4 separate regions of the Mus musculus genome follow, and regions 1, 3 and 4 are each linked to region 2. The links are chromatin contacts, called in public Hi-C and HiChIP or PLAC-seq maps. All regions are on one chromosome and are shown on one strand. Each heading gives the region's core, a stretch centred on a gene start, on an enhancer-like site or on the middle of the called end of the contact. The rest is flanking DNA. Distances are from core to core; before and after follow the strand shown.

What was found. A called contact is a pair of places that touch in the nucleus more often than the background predicts. HiChIP or PLAC-seq counts read pairs in DNA pulled down with a chosen protein or histone mark.
Region 1: an H3K4me3 HiChIP or PLAC-seq map of forebrain shows a contact between it and region 2, with 4 times the contacts expected there. The contact joins the enhancer-like site here to the promoter of Fam91a1 in region 2. A contact is called at or near these places in 9 of 39 promoter capture datasets (the C10 cell line, the HPC-7 cell line, cranial neural crest and 6 more), 40 of 484 Hi-C or Micro-C datasets (the 3T3-L1 cell line, the AML12 cell line, CD4 T cells and 30 more), 31 of 115 datasets of contacts at active chromatin or transcription factors (the 230-238 cell line, the NIH/3T3 cell line, the SCID.adh cell line and 21 more) and 3 of 9 other capture datasets (adipose tissue, liver and pancreatic islet).
Region 3: an H3K27ac HiChIP or PLAC-seq map of embryonic fibroblasts shows a contact between it and region 2, with 3 times the contacts expected there. The contact joins the enhancer-like site here to the promoter of Fam91a1 in region 2. A contact is called at or near these places in 6 of 484 Hi-C or Micro-C datasets (the C2C12 cell line, the HL-1 cell line, adipose-derived mesenchymal stem cells and 2 more) and 3 of 115 datasets of contacts at active chromatin or transcription factors (the NIH/3T3 cell line, embryonic fibroblasts and pancreatic cancer cells).
Region 4: a contact with region 2 is called in a Hi-C map of the N1E-115 cell line, with 5 times the contacts expected there. The contact joins the enhancer-like site here to the promoter of Fam91a1 in region 2. A contact is called at or near these places in 1 of 39 promoter capture datasets (stem cell-derived epiblast-like cells), 2 of 484 Hi-C or Micro-C datasets (the C2C12 cell line and the N1E-115 cell line), 2 of 115 datasets of contacts at active chromatin or transcription factors (the SCID.adh cell line and embryonic stem cells) and 1 of 9 other capture datasets (embryonic stem cells).

What each region holds. Positions count from the first base shown.
Region 1 is chr15:58,184,282-58,189,997 of GRCm38.p6, reverse strand. All of the region lies in intron 6 of Fbxo32 (F-box protein 32), which reads left to right. Gm36112 (a long non-coding RNA gene) reads right to left here. Exons shown (of 3, transcript XR_003951636.1): 3 at 5,258-5,605. Among named protein-coding and RNA genes, the nearest start is that of Gm36112, 21 kb to the right of the region's middle. Within about 2 kb of position 3,062, at least 31 of the 459 cell types and tissues checked have an H3K27ac peak or open chromatin away from gene starts, as enhancers often do. A contact at or near this core is called in astrocytes, forebrain, hippocampal neurons and 2 more, where this site is marked.
Region 2 is chr15:58,413,066-58,418,108 of GRCm38.p6, reverse strand. It overlaps Fam91a1 (family with sequence similarity 91, member A1), which reads right to left and starts at 2,641. Exons shown (of 24, transcript NM_145959.3): 1 at 2,332-2,641. The coding sequence starts at 2,403.
Region 3 is chr15:58,254,439-58,260,107 of GRCm38.p6, reverse strand. No RefSeq gene overlaps it. Among named protein-coding and RNA genes, the nearest start is that of Gm36193, 11 kb to the right of the region's middle. Within about 2 kb of position 3,012, at least 50 of the 459 cell types and tissues checked have an H3K27ac peak or open chromatin away from gene starts, as enhancers often do. A contact at or near this core is called in the C2C12 cell line, the HL-1 cell line, the NIH/3T3 cell line and 4 more, where this site is marked.
Region 4 is chr15:58,576,721-58,581,684 of GRCm38.p6, reverse strand. It overlaps Fer1l6 (fer-1-like 6 (C. elegans)), which reads right to left. Exons shown (of 41, transcript NM_001370912.1): 16 at 3,720-3,810. Among named protein-coding and RNA genes, the nearest start is that of Gm36451, 18 kb to the left of the region's middle. Within about 2 kb of position 1,739, at least 14 of the 459 cell types and tissues checked have an H3K27ac peak or open chromatin away from gene starts, as enhancers often do. A contact at or near this core is called in the N1E-115 cell line, where this site is marked.

The sequences.
Region 1 (5,716 bases), core at 1,813-4,312, 230 kb after region 2:
TACCTGAGTTCAAGCATTCTCTGTGGCCTGCACTGAATACTTCCTAAATTATTCCCTAAATAAAAGTCCCAGCCAGTGACAGAAATGAACAAGGCCCATTTGTTCCAATGACATCTGCCCTCTAGGGACTTTGAGCTCTGCTGCCTCTGGCCGCCTGAGATGAGTACGTCACCTATGCTGATCTCCCGTTCCTTGCACTTCTGTGACCTTTCTTCCTTAAGACCCTCCTTAGCTGGTCCCCAAACAGCCTTGAAAAGCAGCCATTGCAGTTACCATTACCCTGCACGGGATGACAGTGAAGTGGGGACCCGAGGGTTCCAGTGACCTTCTAGGCACTACACAGCAATTAGGCTAAGAGCTGACTGAAGTCAGAAGCTCAGACTGTTTATTCCTAAAATGGCAAAGTGTGCTTAGCCATCAGTGGCTTCCAAACTTTTTCCCCATCTAGTTTTCTTCCATGTATTTATCCACTGATCCAGCTTATTAAAAAAAAAAAAAAGCTACTCCTTCATCCAATGAAACAGAAGAGATCCAACACTAAAGCGCATCTCCTCCAACATCTGTGCTAGGTGTTCCAGCAGAACCCCACACTTCTCTGCACACTACCTCAGGGCCCCTGGGCTCCCAGCCGTCCTGGTCCATCCCATTCTTAAAGCCCCTATCACTCGGTCTTCTTCAGAACTGCTCTGCCTAGGTAAAATGATCTCATACACATATAGGTCTGTCTCCACCCACTGCTTTCTGATTGTCAAAGGAAAGGACACTGTCACCTCCAGCTCTGTGCCTGGCAGAGGCAGCATTTTAGTCAAAGAGGTGAATAGATTTTAGTCAAAGAGGTGAATGTGTATTTGAGGAGGCAGCCCCCCACCCCCCACCCCACCCCCGCCTGCTGAAGTACGCGTTCAGGGTTCGGAGGGACAGGATTGGAGGAGAAGATTGTCCTAAATTCTGGATGACAAGGATAAGTTAGCAACTGCAAGATATGGACGTAGTACTCAGTCTCCCCCTGTTTCACTTTCCTCATTTGGAAAATAGAGGCCATCTCATAGCCCTGTGTGAGATTTAGCATAGGCGTGAGTTTGCATAAGCGAGTCTACAGACAGCAGCTGGAACAGGGCCTAGAATGTGGTAAGCATTAATATAGATGCATTAGGTGTTATGATCAAGGGCTTGGCTGCACACACACACACACACACACACACACACACACACACACTGTAAATCCTTTCCATGTGATACTTAACTTATCTAGTAATTAATTGTAATTAAGATAAATGACTGGAATTTACTGGACACTGTGCTGAGTGTTGTCTGCATGTTATCTCATCTCTTCTACCCAGTCACATAGCAGGATACTCTATCCCTTGTTTTGGAAATGAGAAAGATCATCTTCAGTATCCACAGGGGATAGATTCAAAGACACCCTGAGGATGCCCTGGATGAAAGTATCATGCATACAGTAGCTAGTGACTGTACAATAGCCTACTCACATCCTCCTTTGCACTGCTGACCATATCTAGCCCAGTTTTAAAACCTTGTAGGGTGCTATGTACACAGGACACGAGGATAAGAAAAAGAGCTTTACACAGTCAGTTCAGATGCATTTTTTTTCTGAGTATTTTCCATCTGTGACTTAGTGAATTCAAGGATGTAGAAACCAAAAACATGGCGGCAGGCAGAGTGTAATTGTATTGAGGCCTCTACACAGAAGGCCTGGCATCATCAGACTCCAGGCTGCTCACTTTTAACTCCTGGTCCTTTCTACACTCTGTTCTTTCCTGAACCCACTAGGGGGCTCTAAGCTGTATTGTTCTGAGAGCAGTAAAGAAGAGCGTCTAACATAAATCCCCAGCTCTTAAGGGGCTTGGTGGCTCAGGCCTGTAATCTCAGCACACTTGGGAAGTGCAGTCAGGGGAATGGGAAGTTTAAGGACATTCTCAACTACCTAACAACCTTGAAGCCAGCCTAGGCTGTAAGATCCTGGGGGGGAATGGGAGGGAAGAGAGGGAAGGGAGGGAGGGAGGAGAAAATGAGAACACTCTACTTCAGTCAGGACTGTATTTTTATATTTGTCAGAAAGAGAAGTATGTTAATCCATGAAAATATTCAAGCGTCTTTCATAGTCAGTGCTTCCTCTTTTCCTGAGTCCTGCCACCATTGCCCCAGCATAGAACCTTGTTTGCCTTAGAAATCTTCATATCGAATTCTTTCAAGCCAATTTTTATTGGCAGACATAATTTATATAATGAAGGATGAAGGACAAAATTAAGAGCCCTGGTTTGTAGGAAAAATAAGATATAATTATAGAGCTGTGGGCAAAGCAGTGTTTTGGAAAATGGGAGCTGGGATAGGCACAAACGGAGTCTAGCCAAATGCTCGACTGGGGCTGCAGGAGTGACGTGTGTTTCCTTTTATATGTTTATATTCAAAAGGAAGAAGGCATGCAAGCAGTTAACCATTTATCAGGAGTAAGGGCTTGGCTTGAGGTCTGGGCAAGGGTTTTGGAAAAGTTCAGGTTTGAAAATCTGACAGAGCAAACTCTGCCAAGCAAGCGTGCCTTTAATGGGAGTTAATGTAATAATTGGCCTGGGAGTTTTAACCAAAAAAGTAGAGGCTTTGAAGTGCTGGAAACAAAAAGAAAATCCCATGGCAGTTTTATTAGCTCATATGATCAACAGCAGATGATAAACGACAGATAGGTCGAGGGCTTTCTGCAGTCATACCAAGTCCTGAACATTGCAAACAATTGAAAGTTCAGCCCAACAGCCTGGGGTATAAGAGAGCTGTAAAAGCTGTCAGGTCACAGGCACTTCTGAAGAAACAGGAGGCCTGAGTCCACTGCAGGATCAGCATTAGTATTCTAAGCACAGGCTTTGGGAGCTGGAGAAACTGAGACCCAGGCTCCTCGGGATGCCATTTGGATCTGCTCTTTGCCCATGTGACATCCCTCCCCTGTGACATCCCTCCCATGACACGTCTAGTCTTCTCACAACCCTGTCAAGTCCCTCTGTGGCCCATCTTCCCACTAGTACCTGTCCTGCCTGCCAAGGGACTCAGATGATTGCCAAGACTAACCCACATTGGGAATCGCAGTGAGCCTGGTACCAAGAAAACCCTGGCTGGCTCCCATGTGCTTGGGCTCTGCTCTGCTTCCTACAGTTTCTCCCCCAGAAATCTGATGAAAAAATAATCCCTATTCCCAGAGCATTGCTTTCCCCTGTGCAGCTCTGCACCTGGGCCACACTGAATGAGGGAGGGGCCCTCTTTGTGCTAGACTAGTCCCCAAGGCCTGCAAGCTACACCTGCCTTCAGGGCTGTAGGTCTAGGTGAGGTATCTTGAGATCATTAAAATGTAAAATAAGAAAGGTCTTGAATATAAGCTTGGGGGTATAATGCTGGTTCCTTCAGAAGCTCATGGTTGACTGCAGGCAAGTACTCTATGTAGATGAGCTATTTTTAAAACATTCCCTGCAGGGGCTAGAGAACTCTCTCACTGTTGCTCTTGCAAAAGACCTGGGTTCAGTTCCCACCACCCACCCACATGGTGGCTCACAACCATCTGAACTCTAGTTGCAGGGATCTGATTCCCTCTCCTGACCTCCATGGGCTGCACATACATACATGCAGGCAAAACACACATACATGTAGAATAAATAAAAGTTTTTTTTTAAAAAAAAAAATTAAATGTCCTATGATGTGAATAGAGCTGCCTCAGTTACAGCGTAGCTTAGCTCAAAGGGTTTGGGGCCAACCATTCCCAGTGTGTACACACAGATACACAAGCATATACAGAAACATGCATGTATATAAACTCAAACAGAAACATGCCCAAATCCACATACATGTATACAAACACATACATATATTCTTATAGACAACACACACACATGCACAAGCACGGGGTCTCTGGGTTATTCTTTTTGGTCTTGTTTAACTATTTGGATTTAATCCATTGCACTAATATTTTTATTGAGTGCTTATGGTGTGACAAACACCAAAACAATGGACTTTAGGTTCTGAAAGGAATATGCAACTTGGTGTTTCTTGAGGGAAAGGGGTAGTGCAGGAGAGAGACTTACAGACGTCCCCTGAGGAGATTTTGGAAATTCTAGGAAGGTGTAATGAAGGAGACCTCTAGGAAATACATAAGCAGAAAGAGTCATCAGAAGAAATAGTTGCATTTCGTTTTGTTTTGTATAGCTTTGCTTTCTAAGGTGTTTGGTTTTTGTTTTTTGTTTTGTTTTGTTTTAAGATGTGGTCTCTCTGTGTAGGACAACCAGGAGGCTTTCCTAGAACTCATTTTATAGAGCAGGCTAGCCATAAACTCATAGAGATCCTCCTGTCTCTACCTCCCAAGTGCTGGGATTAAAGACGTGTGCCACCATGCCCAAGGGAAATGGGTTTGAAGTGAATCTGAGACAAGAGAAGGGGTGAGGCCATTGTGCCCAGGTAGTCAAGATGTGGTTTGGGTGCCAGAAATGGAACAATCTGAGGAAGCCACAGAGGATGGTGAGATGGGAGGCCAGGGGTCTGCCTGGGCCACCTCTCCTGGGCAGTAGCAACTTTGGAAGGTAGTGAGTCTTGCAGCTTAATAGTGAAGTGAATGAAGTATTAAAATCCAGTATGTTCCCATGCACTGGACAGTGGACGGCCCCACACCATGCACATACAGACAGTGAATGGCCCCCACATATTGCATGTATGGGCAGTATTAATTGGACTTAGTGGGTTGTCAAAGGAAAAAAAAACGATGAGGTGCTAGAGAGATGGCTCAGTGGTTAAGAGCACTTGCTGCTCTTGCAGAGAATCTGGGTTCAGTTCCCAGTGCCCACATAGCAGCTCATAACCATTAATAACTCCAGTTCCAAAGGATTCATCACCATCTTGTAACCTCTTGTAACCTCTACAGGCACAAAGCATAGGTGTGGTGCATTTACATACATGCAGCCTCATACGCCGAAAACAAAAATCAATCATCTTAAAAAGACGTGAAGTTAGGAGGGACCTGTTAGAGAAGGATACAAAGGGATTGGGGAGGGAAATGGAATGGACAATTTTCATTACATACATACATACATGAAATTCTCAAGAATAAAGGAACATATAGCCAGACAATGGTGGCACATGCCTTTAATCCCAGCAGTCAGGAGGCAAGAGGCAGACAGATCCCTGAGGTCAAGGCCATCCTGGTCTACAGAGCAAGTTCCAGGATAGCCAAAAAGAAGGTCTACACTGAGAAACCCCCTGCCCTACCCATGCCCCTCAAATACACACACACACACACACACACACACACACACACACACATATATATATCTCCAACATGTGCTGTTTAAAGAGCTCTTTAGAGCAGAAGCTTGCAAACACAGGGAAAGCCTGTTATCCACCATCATCCAAGCCACTCCAGGCTGTTCTCTGGGAGACTCTTCCGTGGCTCCTGCTTCTTCCGTGGCTCCTGCTTCTTCCGTGGCTCCTGCTTCTTCCGTGGCTCCTGCTTCTTCCGTGGCTCCTGCTTCTTCCGTGGCTCCTGCTTCTTCCGTGGCTCTTGCTTCTTCAGTGGCTCCTGCTTCTTCCGTGGCTCCTGCTTCTTCCGTGGCTCCTGCTTCTGCGTATTGAACACAGACCATTACTGCTTTAGGAATCTAGTAGTCAATTGGAATACCAGGGCATTCTGGGAACAAATTGCCTGGAAAATGGCTCTTCTCTCCTTATCATC
Region 2 (5,043 bases), core at 1,392-3,891:
ATAAAAATAACCACATTTTAAAAATTGATCCACCATAGAATTTCACTTTAAATACATTCATTGTGTTAAACAATAAATGCCTGATATTAGTAAACTATAGAAAATTCCTAAAAACAATGGCCTGACCTACATTTTTGTCTTCCCATGCTAGGTATGGAGCCCAAGGCCCAGTACATGCTCAGCCCTCATCTACAGCTTTTTAATTAAAAGGCCCTCTAAAGGCTGGTTGCAACCCATAGAACAAAACAAGTTTTTTCCTCAGCTCATCCACACCAGGGTGGAGGGGAGGGGGAGCTAATAGCTCGTAAGATTTTTTTTTTTTAATCCAAGTCTCCTTCCTTCAGCTTTTCAAAATGTGGAAATGAGTCAGTTCCGAATATTAGCCCACCAAAACTTACTGGAAGTCATATCAACATACTTAGTATTTTCAATATCAAAAGACATATTATTCCTACACGTGTCAAACAATGAATGCCTAATATTAGGAAATTACAGAAAAATCCCGAAAACATCCTTTCTTTACCATAAGGAAATCCCTATTCTTAATATAGCTGTGATTTTTATAGCATTTTAGGAGTCATCTCAAGCCAATGCCTCATTACTTCTGACAAACAGCTACTAAAACCAACAACGTACACAGATGCTTAGGGCACAAAACCTAACTCAGAATCTAAGCAGAAAAGGCAGCTTGGTGGGGTGACAGCTGTGATGTGTGTGAGGGGCGACAGCACAGGGACAACACAGCTGAGGGCTAGAACTTGGGGGTTTATAGACAGTGACAGACAGTAGAAAACTGGGCTTGCCTCAGTCCACACTACTGAGTAGTGTGGAGAGAATGAGAAGGTCCTGTGCTGAAGATAAGAAAGCAGACAGAAGGGTGATGTCATCTAAAGTAGACCTTAACTTCAGGACACCAGGGGAAGGCTGGAGAAGGTCTGCAGAAACAAAGGCCACACTTAGCCTGACTCAGAACTGGGCCTTTCAGTGGTTTCACACGCAGAAACTAATCAGTTTATATTTGAACTTAAGTTTTAGCACTGTCCTATGATTGTATTAATAACAATTAAGTTTGGGAAGGCTTTTGCCAATCCTAATAGAATCAATTATTTAAGTTGGGTATAAGCTATTTAAAAAGGAAATGAACTATTTACTCTAGTTGTCTTCAAATATGTCTCAGAACATATGTATCTAAAGAACAAAAACTATCTGCTAAACTCATTCAAATTTAAGAGGAACTTATTCCCAAAGATTTAGACTTGTTCCTTTTTTCAAGTTTCAGAAACTTGACATCTTTGACAACCTATAGACCTTTGCCCCTGAAACACACCTAGGGTTCTGGTGTCTTAGAAGTATTTTGTCACGTGATGTCCACCAGACCCTTAACTCGTTCTCTAGAACTAGGACTCAAAGTAAATCACAAGAATCATAAAAACATTACCACCACCATTCCATAATTCCAAAAGTATACCTGCTGCCCACCACCAAGAGAAACCAGAAATCAGAGGAACTTAGAAACGGTGGGCAGCGAACCCCTGCATTGCATGTAGTAAACATACTATACATGTAAGCACACACATCAAGGCCTTCGTAAAAGTTCAAACCACCTATCCGTTCTTTTCTTTCACCAGTCCATTTACTCTGTCTCTGACAGAAAAGACTCTCCGTGGAGGCAGGATCCTTAAACTATCTGCATGCTCAGTAAACACGACTGAGTAAAACTACCATTCATTGTAAGCATTCGATTAAAAAACAAAAACAAAACCCCTCGGGTCATGCTCCCGTTGATCCTTTATAAACTCAGGCTGTGTAAAGGACGAAGTCCGACAACACAAACCACACACGTACCCTTCCAAATCAGGCCTGACTGCTCTGTCAGCCTCGGCAGCTATCACCCTCACGCATCCAGCCAACATTTCCAAGTGGATCGGAACACGTCTCCGAACTCTGGTGATTGTTCACAGCTCCGGAGACGTACTCTTCCCTCTTCCCGGGGGTGGAGGGCCTTCGTTCCTCATCTTAGTAACTTTTAGTGGTCTTCCAGGGCCAACTTTAAATGCTTTCAGTTACACATGCAACTCCAAGCAGGCAACCTAACCCCCAGAAACGCTCCAGAGGAGGTACGTGTGATCTGTCGCTTTGCACTCCCTTCTCCCACCACTCTCAAGTTTGGGGGCCCGGGGACTTTATTAAAATAAAGATTGCAGGCCGAGGTACCAGGCGAGTCCGGGGGGACACCCGTCCAGCCTTCTTGGGAGACAGCGCACGCCCAGTTTCCCCGAGCCCCCCGACGGCCCGCAGGTCAGGCGACAGAGAAGCAGGGCGGAGCCATACCTGCTTCACGTTCGTTGGCAACTTGCTCCAAGGATAATTGTGCCGGATGTGGAACTCAACGTCGATGTTCATGATGCCGGAGCCCAGGCCCGCGGCGGCCGCGGCTGCCACGCCGCCTGCCGCCCGCGAGCGCCCGGCCTGTCAGCGGAGCCCGCACGTCTAGGCCGCACGAGCACGGCGCCGCCCCATGGCCAGGCCCCCACAGGTCCGCGCGGCGCCGGCCACGGGGCACGGACGGGAGCGCCAACTACGACCCGCGCCTCGGCAGCTCCAAGTTTCTTCCTAGTTTCGGCCTGCCGGAAATGGCTCTGTGCCGACGTCACTTCCGCTCACTGGCCTAGGTCCGAGCGTGGAGCTCCGCCCCCACCCCACCCCCCGCACGTGGTTGAACGGTGCGAGGAAGGCGGGACTCAGAGACCCTCCGAGCCCAGCCAGCCGCGCCTGCGCATTGGGGTGACAGAGGCTCCCTGGTCTGCACCTCTGGGTTTGTGTGACTCAGTTTCCCGAATGTGTGTCTCCAATGGCTCTGTCGGTTGTCTGAGCAAAAGCGCTTCTAATGAAAGAACCACTCTCGCCACCCTGCCGAACAAGAGAACACCGAGTATGCCTGGGCCCCCCCCACCCATTGGCCTAGAGTCGCTAGCGGCGTCATCCCTTCCAAGCATTCGCTGTATCCTGGGGATGGAGAACGTTGGACTCCTTCCAAGATCCAAATTCTTAAAATGTAGGGATTTGAGGTGCAGAAATGTTAACTTGCTTCGATCGCCTTTTTAAACGCAGAACTGGGATGGTTATCCCTACAGCTCTCCTGAGGTCTTTGGGAACGGTTTCTTCCAGAGTATATTTTATTTCCTAAGCAAACTCATTTAACTGCAAGACTTCAGTGGTTCTTTGTCTATTTTTTCATTTTAAAGCAATGTTTTTAAGTCATGTTTTGTTATACACTACTGATAAGAACTGAAAACATTAAAGACGCTTAATCCATACCTCAACAACTGGCCAGTCTGAGGCATGCCATTATATCTAATTATTTGAAACTATTATGGTACACACTGCTCTTACATAGGTGTATTGGTCTGGTTATCTGATCGCAGTAACTTCCTATCCTGCTGAGATCCTCCTCAACGTAGCTAAAATGTTCTGAACTCCAGTAATGCAACAGTATTCAAAAGTATGATCTGTCTACTATGTATCATTCCCTTGCCTCAACAGTCAGTGAAACATTGCCACAGCGACTAGGCCTATCAGAAGAAGAAAGTGAGGTTGGCAGGGCTACAAGAGCCCTCAGAATGGCAGAGCCCACTGGTTTTCACAATGTATTATTTTATGTATGAGTGTTTTGCCTGCATGTGTGTGTGTGTGTGTGTGTGTGTGTGTGTGTGTGTGCACCACCAGTGTGCCTTGTACCTTCAGAGGCCAGAAGAGAGCATCAGATATCAGGTGCCCAGAAGTTGGATTTCAGATTTTTTTTTGCTAAACAAAAGCAAGTGATTTTAGCTGCTGGGCCAACTGTCCAGGCCCAGCCCAAGGCTGTTTATTGGAACCATCCTGTGAATTCCTCAGGAACACCCTTCATAGAAATATTCTGTCTCCTGCTTTAGTTTAGGAAAGTTCATTTAGAGTTAGTGAAATAAATACCCCCTACATTTTTCATAATTCGCATGTGAACAAACAGTATTCTTCAGAATCGTTTTATCTAGTATAATGTAAGTAACAAAATTAAAGATATCTTCATTTTTAAATCCCTACAAATCTTTATTTCAACTGCTGAAAGCAGTTAACCGGGCATGAATCTATTCATCCTTTTTGTATTTTCAATAATAAATCTAATTTGAACTCAACAGAAGCTAGTAATGGTGAATAGATGCCTGCCAAATCAGTAAAGTACAGACCTTTGAGAAAAATCCCACCATGGTGAATTATAAAGGCTCTCAGTATGTAGCCCCCAAGAGCAGATTTTTAAAGGAGGAGATAACATTAGATCAAAGCTATGTGGACAGGAAGAAGACAGATAGCAATTCCTTCAGAGTGGGAACCTGTATCAGATTGATTTATAAAAATACAAGATGCTTGTGGAAGGACTGACCTGTCTCCATTTCCCTCAAGATGGCCAGGAAGCAAAGCGATTCTGGTCATCCCTCAACTAACCCACAAGGTGCAGGGCCTGCTGGGTGGAAACTCCAGGAACAAGATAGTTCCCTGGGCATCAGAAAGGAGAAAACAACTACCAAATGGATTCCCTGGGCAGCGCTGGTGACCTCCTTGAGACATTTTGGAAAACAATAAATCCCATTCTTTTACATTCCTGACTCAGGTCTCTGCCTTTCACATTCTAGAGAAATCAGAAACTACAAGGTTGTGGCAGGGCCCCACCCAAAGACACCTTCTGAGTAAACAATAGCTTCAGACATGCAAATGCCATGTGCCGCCTTCTCTGCCAACTATACTGGGTCAGATTAGAGAAAATTACCCAGCTGGTTTGAGCAACCTGAGCTTGTTCTTAAAATGTAATGATGATATCATGTAGCCCAGGCTGGCCTTGAACTCACTATGTAGCTGAGGACACTGCTGACTTTCTGATCCTCCTGACTTTATCGCCCCAGTATTAGGATTACAGGCAAGTGACACTGTCCCTGGCTTGGTGATCTACTCTTCAGAAAAACTATCAAACTATTCATCCCCAAAGTGTCAACAGAGATAATGAGAAGCAGC
Region 3 (5,669 bases), core at 1,763-4,262, 160 kb after region 2:
AGAGAACTGACTCCCACAAATGGTCCTCTGACCTAGTGTGCAGGTACACACACACCCGTAAGTGCATAAAATAGATAAATAAAACCAATAATAAGCATGGGTTGGTGAGATGGAGCAGCAGTTAAGAGCACTAACTGCTCTTCCAGAGGTCCTGAGTTCAATTCCCAGGAACCATATGGTGGTTCACAATCATCCATAATGAGAATCAATCAACACCCTCTTCTGGTGTGTCTGAAGTCAACTACAGTGTACTCATATAAATAAAATAAATAAATCTTTAAAAAAATTAAACATCTACATAAAGATTTCTCAGATACTTACGAGTTTGTATCCCATCTGTGTGCCTTGTGACACGCCCCCCCCCCTAGTGCTTCACCAACCACATCATTTATAATTGCTTGTATTCTGAGTCCCATCTATGTTCCTTAAAACAACAGACTATTTGTCTTTTCACCATTACAGCCAAATGCCTCAATTGATTATAAGTATCCATGTCAAGACCAGACCCCAGCATCTCTGAGCTTGCACAGTAGGCATGAGCTCACACAGTAGGCAGCTCACTTTCTAGGATATTTGTTCTTCAGCAGACTCTTCCCCTGAAAGCTCTAAGTTTCTTCTCTCTCTCTCTCTCTCTCTCTCTCTCTCTCTCTCTCTCCTACCCACACCCACTGCAGACGATGACTGATTCATATGACTCAGCTTCTCTCTACAGACTGGGCCCCAGTCTGTTTAATTTTCTCTCTCCATTGGCATTCAAGGCCCAAAGGCAGCCAGGAAAAGTCCTGAGACTGACTGTCCTTTCTAGACCCGTGGGACTAAGAGTCTAAAGTTCTGATGAAGGGAGACAAGCTAGCAGCCCACTCATTGATAGGATGGGCCCCTTGCACTCACATGCTCTCTTTCCCCTGGTTCCCTACCACCACTCAAAGCTTAATTTCTACTTTTCAGAGTAATTTAAAAAAATAAAACAAAAAACGGGCTGTAGTTCTATCTTTGTGTCTGCCATGTTGACTACAACCCCTTGGGTGTGCCACCTGCCTGAAAGGGCTCCTGGGATCCATACCCTTATCTTGTATCCAGAAGTATTATTTAAACCAGCATGAAACAGCTGAACCCATGTGAACCAATCACCTAGGAGCTGGGACCAAAAGAGTCTGTCTAAGCTAGTCCTTTAAGTGAGGTGTAACTAAGGAGTTGAGTGATGGCTTCTGTCACCTCCTAAGTACACTGGGAAGTAAAAAGGCAGGCTAAGAGGGAGAGGGAAAGGAACCAGAGACAGGACACATACGAACACTATGGGTGTGTTTTTCCATTCTCCTTTCTGTGACCCAGTCACCTTCGTTCTCATCGGTATCTCTTTAACCTTTAACCGTTATCTGCCAACACCTCTCCCAAGTCAAGCTGGAGTGTGTATGCATCTGGTCCAGTGGTGTTAAAGATAAAAAAGGACACGATCTATGTCTTCTTCAAGCATACAATATATAATTAATCAAGTAGTGACAAAAGTAAATCTATAAATACGAGACTGTTTTAACTGTTGTGAAAGAAAAGGATGGGGTGATTTCTAATAATATTTTTATTTGTACTATGAAGTTGTACGTTTATGAAATGTACTGATCACTACCTCCCCCAGCTCCCCCTATATCACCCACCTTCCTCCTCCCAACATCAAATCCTCACTTTTTTGTTGTTATTATTAATAATTTCCAGGTCCAATCAGTGCTGCCTTTATAGGCATGACTGTGGGACCATTCACTGTGGCAAGAATTACTTAATTCTTGTGTGTGTGTGTGTGTGTGTGTGTGTGTGTGTGTGTGTGTGTGTGTGAGTACGTGCATATGTTTAGTGGTTCTCAACCTTCCTCATGGCTCTTTACTTGAGACCCTTTAATACCCTCATGTTGTGCTGACCCACAGTCTTAAAATTGTTTTCTTGCAACTTTGTAACTGTGATTCTGCTATTGTCATGAATAGTAATGTAAATATAAGATTCGTAGAACATCTGATATGCAGCTCCAAAGAGGTCACAACGCACAGGTTGAGAACCTCTGCTCTACAGCCAGCTTTCCTGGCGCTTGTCAGCCACCTGACATGGGTGCTAGGAATGGAACTTGGGTCCTCTGGAAAAACAGCAAGCGCTCTTAGCCTCTCTAGCCCCAAAGGTGGTTTTTTTTAAGAGAATGCAACAGACAAATCTAACCTAGTCTGAAGCCTCGGGAAGAGCTTCCTGAGGGGGAAGGAGTATATGGTTGGCTTTATGAGACTAGAAGCCTCCCCAAATGGCACACTGATTCCTACATCAGACCAGTATATCAGATACAAGATTTCAGGAGGAGAAGTAACCTCAAAATGTAAGCAAGAAGGAGCCTGAGCCTTCCACTAATGGAAGAATAAGAATTCAAGTCAACCTGATGTAGCTGAGAGAGGCATGGTAGAACCTGGTCTCTTCTGATTCTCCTTTAGGGTGCAGCTCAAGCAAGATGATTTTAGCTCATAGCCACTGTGGAGAACCACTAACATGCAAGGACAAAAACAAAACAAACAAACAAACAAAATACCCAAACAACAGCAACAACAAAACATGACCCATAACTAGCTTCAGGTTTGATCTAGAATCAACCAGAAAAAGGCAGTACTAGAAAATATAAGCAGTAGTGAGATGAAGAAAGAAAAAGAGACAAAGCTAAACTGGAATAAGCACGAGGACCAGAGAGTAACTCTTCCAGCCACCTAGACTTGGTGTCTCCTGTAGAATACTCTATATAAATGTGGGACAGAAAGCCAGGTATGTGCTCCTCTGAGGTCTCGTACACAAGCCATGTGTCAATGTCTGCTGCCCTGGTAAATGCTCAACAAGTCTATGCTTGGGAGCCCTGGCATATAGTGTTTACTGATTACCGTGGTGTAAATACTCCTGGGACAGCAGGGTTCACGTTACTACCCCAATCCCTGAGAGCAAGGCTTGGAAGAGCTACACTCCGTGGACTGGTTTAAACTGGTTCCAACACACCACTGGCCACCGCACGTTACCCTGAAGGATTCCTAGACTGAGGTCACCCAGGAATTCTAAGCATGGAGCACACTTAATTTTCGACCTATGAGTAATACGTACTTCCTGTTCACTAAGGTTCTAGATGTAAGGGGAGAAAGAGCGGATTTACACTAATTAGCTCCCCCTACTTTCTGAGCAGGGGAGAAGCCCAAAGATGATTTGTCTCCATCCCTTGAGAAGCTGCCATGGGAGTAGGGAGGCCAGGGGTGACATAAGGAGGTAGTTAAATATTGAAAGAGGAATTTGGGGAAAAGTAGTCTCTCCTGCTCCCTTCCCCTACCCCGTTTGTGTGTGTGTGTGTGTGTGTGTGTGTGTGTGTGTGTGTGTGTGTGTGTGGTGTGTATACGCACATGTGCAGGTTCTGGTGCAGACATGTGTATTTGCACATGTGTAGAATTCAGGGGTTAACATCATAACATTCAGGTATTTTCCTCTCTTCTCTTCACCTTATTGGTTGAGACAGATCTCTCACTAAATCTAGAGCTCACCAATTTGGCAAGACTAGCTAGCCAGCAACCTCCAGGGGCCCTCCTGGGGACAGGAATACAGCAGCACGCTGCTGTGCCTGGCTCTTTACTAAAGATCTGATCCCTGATGTATGCGCATGCAGCTTACTGACTGGACCATCTCCCCAAACCCTGAGTCCCTCTAAATAGGAAGTTTTGAAAGTTTCTGTTGTGCTGTACAGAGCACTGCCCTGCAGGTTTTCCTAGGTGTGCTTTCCTGTGCTTTCAGAGTTCACCTGGCTTTAAAGCAAAGCTCTGAACACAGTCTCTAGAGGATTGTAGAGTAATAGAGGCTGCACCAGGCTGGTAGCAGAAGCCAAACTTGATCGACGATATACTCTTTGGCCTCCCTGTGCACTGTATAGAACCGGGAACAGGGTGTTAACTCTTCAGACAAGGAACATATTTCCCACTCTGCCTCCTTTGTAGTTAAGATGTTTGATCTAAACTCTAGATATTCCCTGGGAGAGTGGGGCACCTCACAGCCCTCTGGCAAACCAACCACAGACAGGTGTGCGGTAGAGGACTGGGTGTTTTCTTTCTGGGACTCTGAATCACTACAGAATGCATTGTGTGCTGGCTGTGTGCCATCCAACTCAACAATTAGAAGGCACCCTTTGAGGGGTGCGCTGATAACGAAGACACGGTTTTCTATCTCCCTAGGCAAAAAGGATGGAACCGGAGCAAAATGAAAGTTCAGACAGCACTTCAGCTCTGGGCAGGAAGAGCAAGCAACCAAACAAAAAATCCCAAGAGACTCCGAGGGCTAAGAAAGGTGGCTCAGCCTGCAGAATTTATTGCACTCCAGAGAGGAGTGCACACAAGCACACATGCAGCAGTCACTAATAGGCTTGGGAGAAAGCATGGAGCAGAGAAACCCAGAGCAAGCCTCCATATTGCCTTATGCATAAAATTATAACACTATTATTAAAGTACATTTGACTTATCAATAGGACTATTTTTATTTTGACAACATTAAAGATACCTTGCAGTTTAAGTAAAAGTAAATTATATTTCCGGGCTGGGGAGATAGCCCAGTGCATAGCAGTGCTTGCTATGCAAGCAGGAGTGCCTGGCTTACTGATTTTGAATCCCTGGTTTCCATAGGAAAGGACCAGGCATAGCCGGCATGTCTCTAACGCCAGCATGGAGAGGCATGAGACAGGTGGAACTTGCTATCCAGCCAGTCTAGACAAAATGGTGATCTTGAGCTCAAGGAGAGACGCTGCTTCATGACATTACAGCAGAGAGAGGAAGGTATCTTAAAAGCCCTCCCTCTGCATCGTCACTGGTGGGAGCCACATATGTGCAGGCATTCATCCATCACACACAAGCACACATCAACTACATTTCCACTAATACTAATTAGTAGTAATGAGCTTGCTAAGGCAGAGCAGCCCCTCTGTGCAGACCTATGGTGAAATTAGGTTGTTTTTTTTTTTTTAACAAGGCCTTCCACCTCTTGCTCCCACCTCCCTGTCTCAATTTTTCCATCCTCCCTCCCCTCAACCTTGGCTGAGTTCTTGCGGTCCCTTCCCTAAGCCTTCACACGGTGTTCCACCCCCAGGATATCCTTTCAAGATAGCTCCTAACGGTGTCTTCCCAACCCCCCAAATGACCCCTTCTGTGTCCCTGACCCTCCACTCTAAACTCAGAGGTTAATAATGGTAAATTATGTTTCACAGAGCACATACAAGCATCAAACTAAAAGTTCCGGTGGGAAAATTCCAGGCCAATCTGAGAGAATGAGAGAGGGTCTTTGGCTTCCCTCAAACCAAACCCAGTAGATCTCCATTCTCTCTGCAAGGCTGGCACTGAGTGGAGAAAACCTTGGGAAACCACAAGCCAAATTCAAGGTTGGTAGTGGAGGGGAGAATACTGTTTGCGTGCGTATTTTCTGCATCCCCTGTACCCTCTCTTGTTTTTCTTCCCTCCACTGACACATAAATGCAGGTATGGTTTTGGAAGGTGATTCCAGATAACTCAGGCTACCAGGCCACATTTGGCCTGACACATCACCAGGTTAGGTGAGCGAGCAGAAGGAGCCTAGAGGAGGGTGGGGCAAAGAAGGGCAGTGATAACTGGAGCTCCTGGACATCTTGACTCAGCCAG
Region 4 (4,964 bases), core at 490-2,989, 160 kb before region 2:
ATTCACTCATCTCACCCTCTCTGGAAAGCTTTCTTCCCCATATCCTCAGTGAGCTTTGCCTGTAGAGTTGATTACCGAGTCCACAAGAAATCTACCACAGTAAAGACAGTAGGTACCATCTCTGCCTTGGTAGATAGATGAGATGTTTGAGACCTAGGAAGTGCAGAAGCGTGTCCAGACCATGTGACTATGAGACAGTCGCTGAACTAAGCTCCCTGGTGCTTAATAAGAACTCTAATAACAACAGCTAAGCTGTGTTGAGTTATTACTCTATGCCTGCAATTTTCTTTCATTACTCTTCGTAGTGACCTTCTGAGGTGGGTACCAAGATTTCCATTTTAAGGTGAAAAAAAAAAAAAAGCCACACAGCTCCTGGGCCCGATCTCCAGATCAGTCCAGAATGTATGTCCCTTTCTCAACTTAGAACTATGAAGGATGCTTCCAGCCAAAGGTGCCATCTGAGAAACATCTGCGTTAAATGCCAAACACCATCATTTTATAACCCAGACATGGTGGTACACCTCTGTAACTCCAGCACCTGGGAGGGAGGCCATCCTCAACTACATAAAGAAAGTTTGAGCTCAGCCTGGGCTACATGAGACCATGCCAAGAAAGGAAGGATTAGAGGATGTCCTTCCCAGTGAGGCATATGGGATGGGGAGGAAATCTGAGAGTAGGAGAGAGGACTAGTTAAAGCCAGATGTCAACTTTGAGATGCCTTCATGCTTCTGCCTTTGGGAGATGTGGGATCAGCCTTGTGTTAGGTATTGTAAGACATGGAGGGACATGGAGGAGGAGGGCACAGGGAGGGACAGAGGAAGGGAGGAAAGAAGCAAAGGCAATACTTACTTTTACTCATTCATTCCACCTATACTTACAGGATTTGTTTAAAAATAAAAACAGTCTTTACAGTACCTTCTAAGGCCCTGTGAGCTGGCTGTGCTTTTCTATCTGTCTCATAGCGTTCTCTCCTCTCCCACTGTGCCCCAGACTCATGGCTCCTCAAGAGATCCTGGGGCATGCCAAGGCTGCTCTACCCTAAGGCTATAACACACAGATCTTATTGCACAAATGTTCTTTCTAGACTTCATGTAGCTTCGGTTTAAACGTCGCCACGGAATTATAGGTTGTCAAATATTTTCCTGTTCTCTGTGGGTTTGGCGAGTTTCCCTTCATAATCACAACCTAAGATTATTTTTATGTCTGTGTCGTTTGCCTGCCTGCATTCTGTCTTCTCCTGTCCAATCTGCAGTTGGACAGGGGGTTCCTGCCTTGTCCTTATCCTGAACAACCATTGTGACATACGGTACCTCCTGGGCACACAGAGGGTAGTAAGTAAGTTCAGAATGAATAAGCAAGGCCATTTATGGATTCCTCAGGGACAAACACTAAGAACTTTCAGCTTTGTGTTCCTAGCACTTTGTCTGTGCCCAACATATAAGAAGCCTTCTGGTAATGCTGACCAAAAGAATGAATACCTGCTGTCTGCCAGGTACCGAGAACACAGCTGTACACTATGGTTCTTTTGACAGTTTTGTGAAATGAAAGCAATATATACAAATAAATGTATAAAGCCTCATGAGATCAGACACGGGGGAAGCCAAGCTTCCCGGAGGATCTCAATCTGACCTGACCCATATGGAATCCATCAGTCAGTAATTAAACAAATGACAGCCCTGACAGAGGGAGCAGTCACATGTGCAGATATACAAGCAGCAAGCGTCCAGCTGGTCAGAACACAATTCCAGAGTGAGGGCACACTGCAGGACAAGGCCACAATGCTAGGTCATACACTGTTTGCTCTGCATGCCGTGCAAAGGGAATCCAGACTTTATTAACATCGACAAACTTCAGTGATTTGCTAAGAACAAGTAATCACCTTGCATTTTGTTTTAAAAGCCATTTTGATTCTTGAATGGAAGATAAGCTAGAGGAAGTCTACTGCAAAGTCTATACCAGAGGTTCTCAGGGGCTCGAGTAGTGAAGTAAGTTCTGGAATGCTTAAGGGGGAGAATCAACAGGATCTAGGGTTGCACGGATGGTTTAAAATGAGGGATTAAAAAGTCACCATTGATCACAGGCTTGTGGTTGAATCAGTAAGTACAGCTGGGTATCCCAATACAGGAAGGAGAAGAAAGTTGGGAAAGGTGTAGATCGGTAGAAGATACTGAGTGGGAAGTGTTCCAAGACATCTGGTTTCCTTTAGGAGGCAAGAGATACTGCCCTAGAGACAAGAGACGTGAGACTAAGATGGTGACGTTTTATTGGCAACTCAATTAAATACCTTGGGCATTGATGAATCACAGCTTTGAGTAAGTACGTGGGGGGGTTTCTAAGGAGGAGAGAAGAGCTAAGCCTGAATGGCTGGGCTGGTCACTGTCATCTGCTGAGAAACCTAATCTGAATAAAAGGGAGGAAGCCCACCGAACATTGTCATCCTTCTCTCTGCTTCATGATCTATGAGATGGGAAGTGCCTCAGCTACACACTCCCTCAGCCATGCACACCACCACCCCTGTCCTGCCATGACTGAGCATTAACCTTTCAAAGCCCAGCCGGAATAAACCCTTTCACTGTGGTGAGAAGAGTAACAAATACAAGGCACTATAAAGACACTGATGTTGTGGACTTGGTCCAGCCAGAGTTGGTAGGCAAGAAGCAGGCAGAGCTCTGCCGAGAATATGCAATGGAGTCAAGGCATAGGCAGCATAGTCAACTAGAGGACCAGAGGGAGGACCAAGCAGGAAGACCTGGAGGATGATGGAAGCCAGCTTCCGTGAACATCCTAGGGGACAGGCAATAAATATTCTAGAAAGAAAGATGAAGGAAGGGTTTAGCTTTAGCCTCTGGACTTGGATTAGTTAGGGTTTTAAAAAAATTGATCTTTCTGAATCCTGATCATATCTTTTAATCCCCCTGACACAAGTCAAATATTAAGAGATTTCTATTAATAGAATTATCACAGCGTTGCCCAAATGTCCCTTGTGTGTTATTGGTGGGACTTTACAGTCAGATATTTCAGGGTCTGTCTGACTTGGGCTGGCATTTTTCAGCCATCACTCATTCCACAAGGACTGAGCATCTGTAAGGTATCTTTAAGCATCTACAAACACCGTGCTAGTAGGCAGGGCACAGAGGGGCATCAGTAGCCACCTGTCCTCCAGAAGTCTGGCAACCCTTAACCCGGATTTTCAGTGGGGAGAGAGGAGAAAATTGTTACTTCTTTTAGCTTCTTGTTTGTGGGACAGACATCAAGGTGAAAGAATCTAGCAGCCTAGCCTTGAAAGGAAAATGTGTGTGCATGGTTTATCTGCATGTGTAATGACGGCTGGGGCCAGAAGAGGGCAGCAAATCTTCCGGATCTGACAGTTGTGAGCCTCCATGTGCTAAGACTCAAACCCAGGTCCTCTGGAAGAGCATCTATTTTTCCTAAATGCCCAGCTTTAGCAAAGTGCAAATTTCGGAAGAAATCAACAAGGGCAGGGGACTCCATGTGAATAAGAAGTTGAGCTCCTGGACTTGTAGCTCATCACCATGAATCTCCAAGAGATGAGTTCCTAGCCAACACACATTCTCTTCCACTGCTGTTTCTACCTCACAGAAAAATATGTCCTTTAAACCTTGTCCTTGTCTGCCCTGCGACCTATGCGGCATCTGTGAGGTTTATTTTTAAATCACATGCTTTAGCTGTGTTCAAAATATAAATAGGTTTGCACATACCAGCTCTTGCCAGCAGAGCGTGAGTCGTTTCTTATCTAATGCAGTTTGGTTCAGCGTCTTTGGCTTCTTTTCTGCTTCAGAGATAAAAACTCTGAAAGAGAAGATCCGTTTTGCAGCTTGCTTAGTGAAAATCCATTTGTGTGATTCCAGAGATTTGGAGAAAAAAAAATCTACTCTCTGTCGCACAATGAAAAGTTGGTAGATCCACAAAACCCAGGTTTTTAAATTTAGGTTCAAACAATGGTGTGCTAATTGTTTCTAACTAAGAAAAAAATTGAAAATGATACCCAGGCCCTGCATTAGTTTGAGATTTTCGAATTCTACTTCATACAAACTCATTGTAACTGCTATCAAAGTTCACTACAAATTTGCATGAAATAATACAGTCTTACATATTTAAGACACACCAATGCTTTTCTGAAATGTTACATATAGAGCAGATCTTTTAGAATCAAGACTGAGATATGTCCCCACCTTCTTGAAGAGTAACATTTTTGGAGATGAAATTTCAAATGTGTTTAAAAAGGAAAATAACAATGGCTATGAATAAAATTCAAGAAGAAATATAAATGAACATATTATCTTTACTGATGATTTAAATGATATTACAATTAATGAGACTTCACTTATAAAAGTAATGTTATCCACAATTAGTGGTGGTAAGGGGGAGTATAGAAAGTGTGGGCTATTGTAGAAATAACTGGTTATTTATTGTTTACAAATACTTGATAGAACTGATGTATGTTTTAACACGTGCATAGTTGGATTAAAAAATTACGGTAGAGTTCTTGTCCTTTGGAAATAGTGGAATGATCTTTTAAGAATATATTTATAGAGTATTTGCCATGGTGTTAGAATAAATGGAATAATGAACTATTGTTTAAGATACATTATGATATATCCATGTGTGAAGTTGCCTGGGATATATTACAAATGTAGGAGCAACTGCTGGGCAAATATCTGCAGCCATTTGGAAGAAACGATGTATTTTATGAGTGTGTATGTAAGGATATGTGTCTGCAAAGGCAGGGAAAACTAGTCCAGGAGGAAAAATTTAACCTCTTTTCTCTGAAAGTAGGAATATACAGAAAACTGAAAATATATCCATAACAGGACTGTGAATATGGAATCTAGATGCACATATTATACAATAAGCGTGTGGTCCTTGTGTGGTGAAACAATTACAAAGGAAATTTACAAAGGAGAATCTAGGATGGGAGACTCCACCCAGGCTCTGCCTGGTAC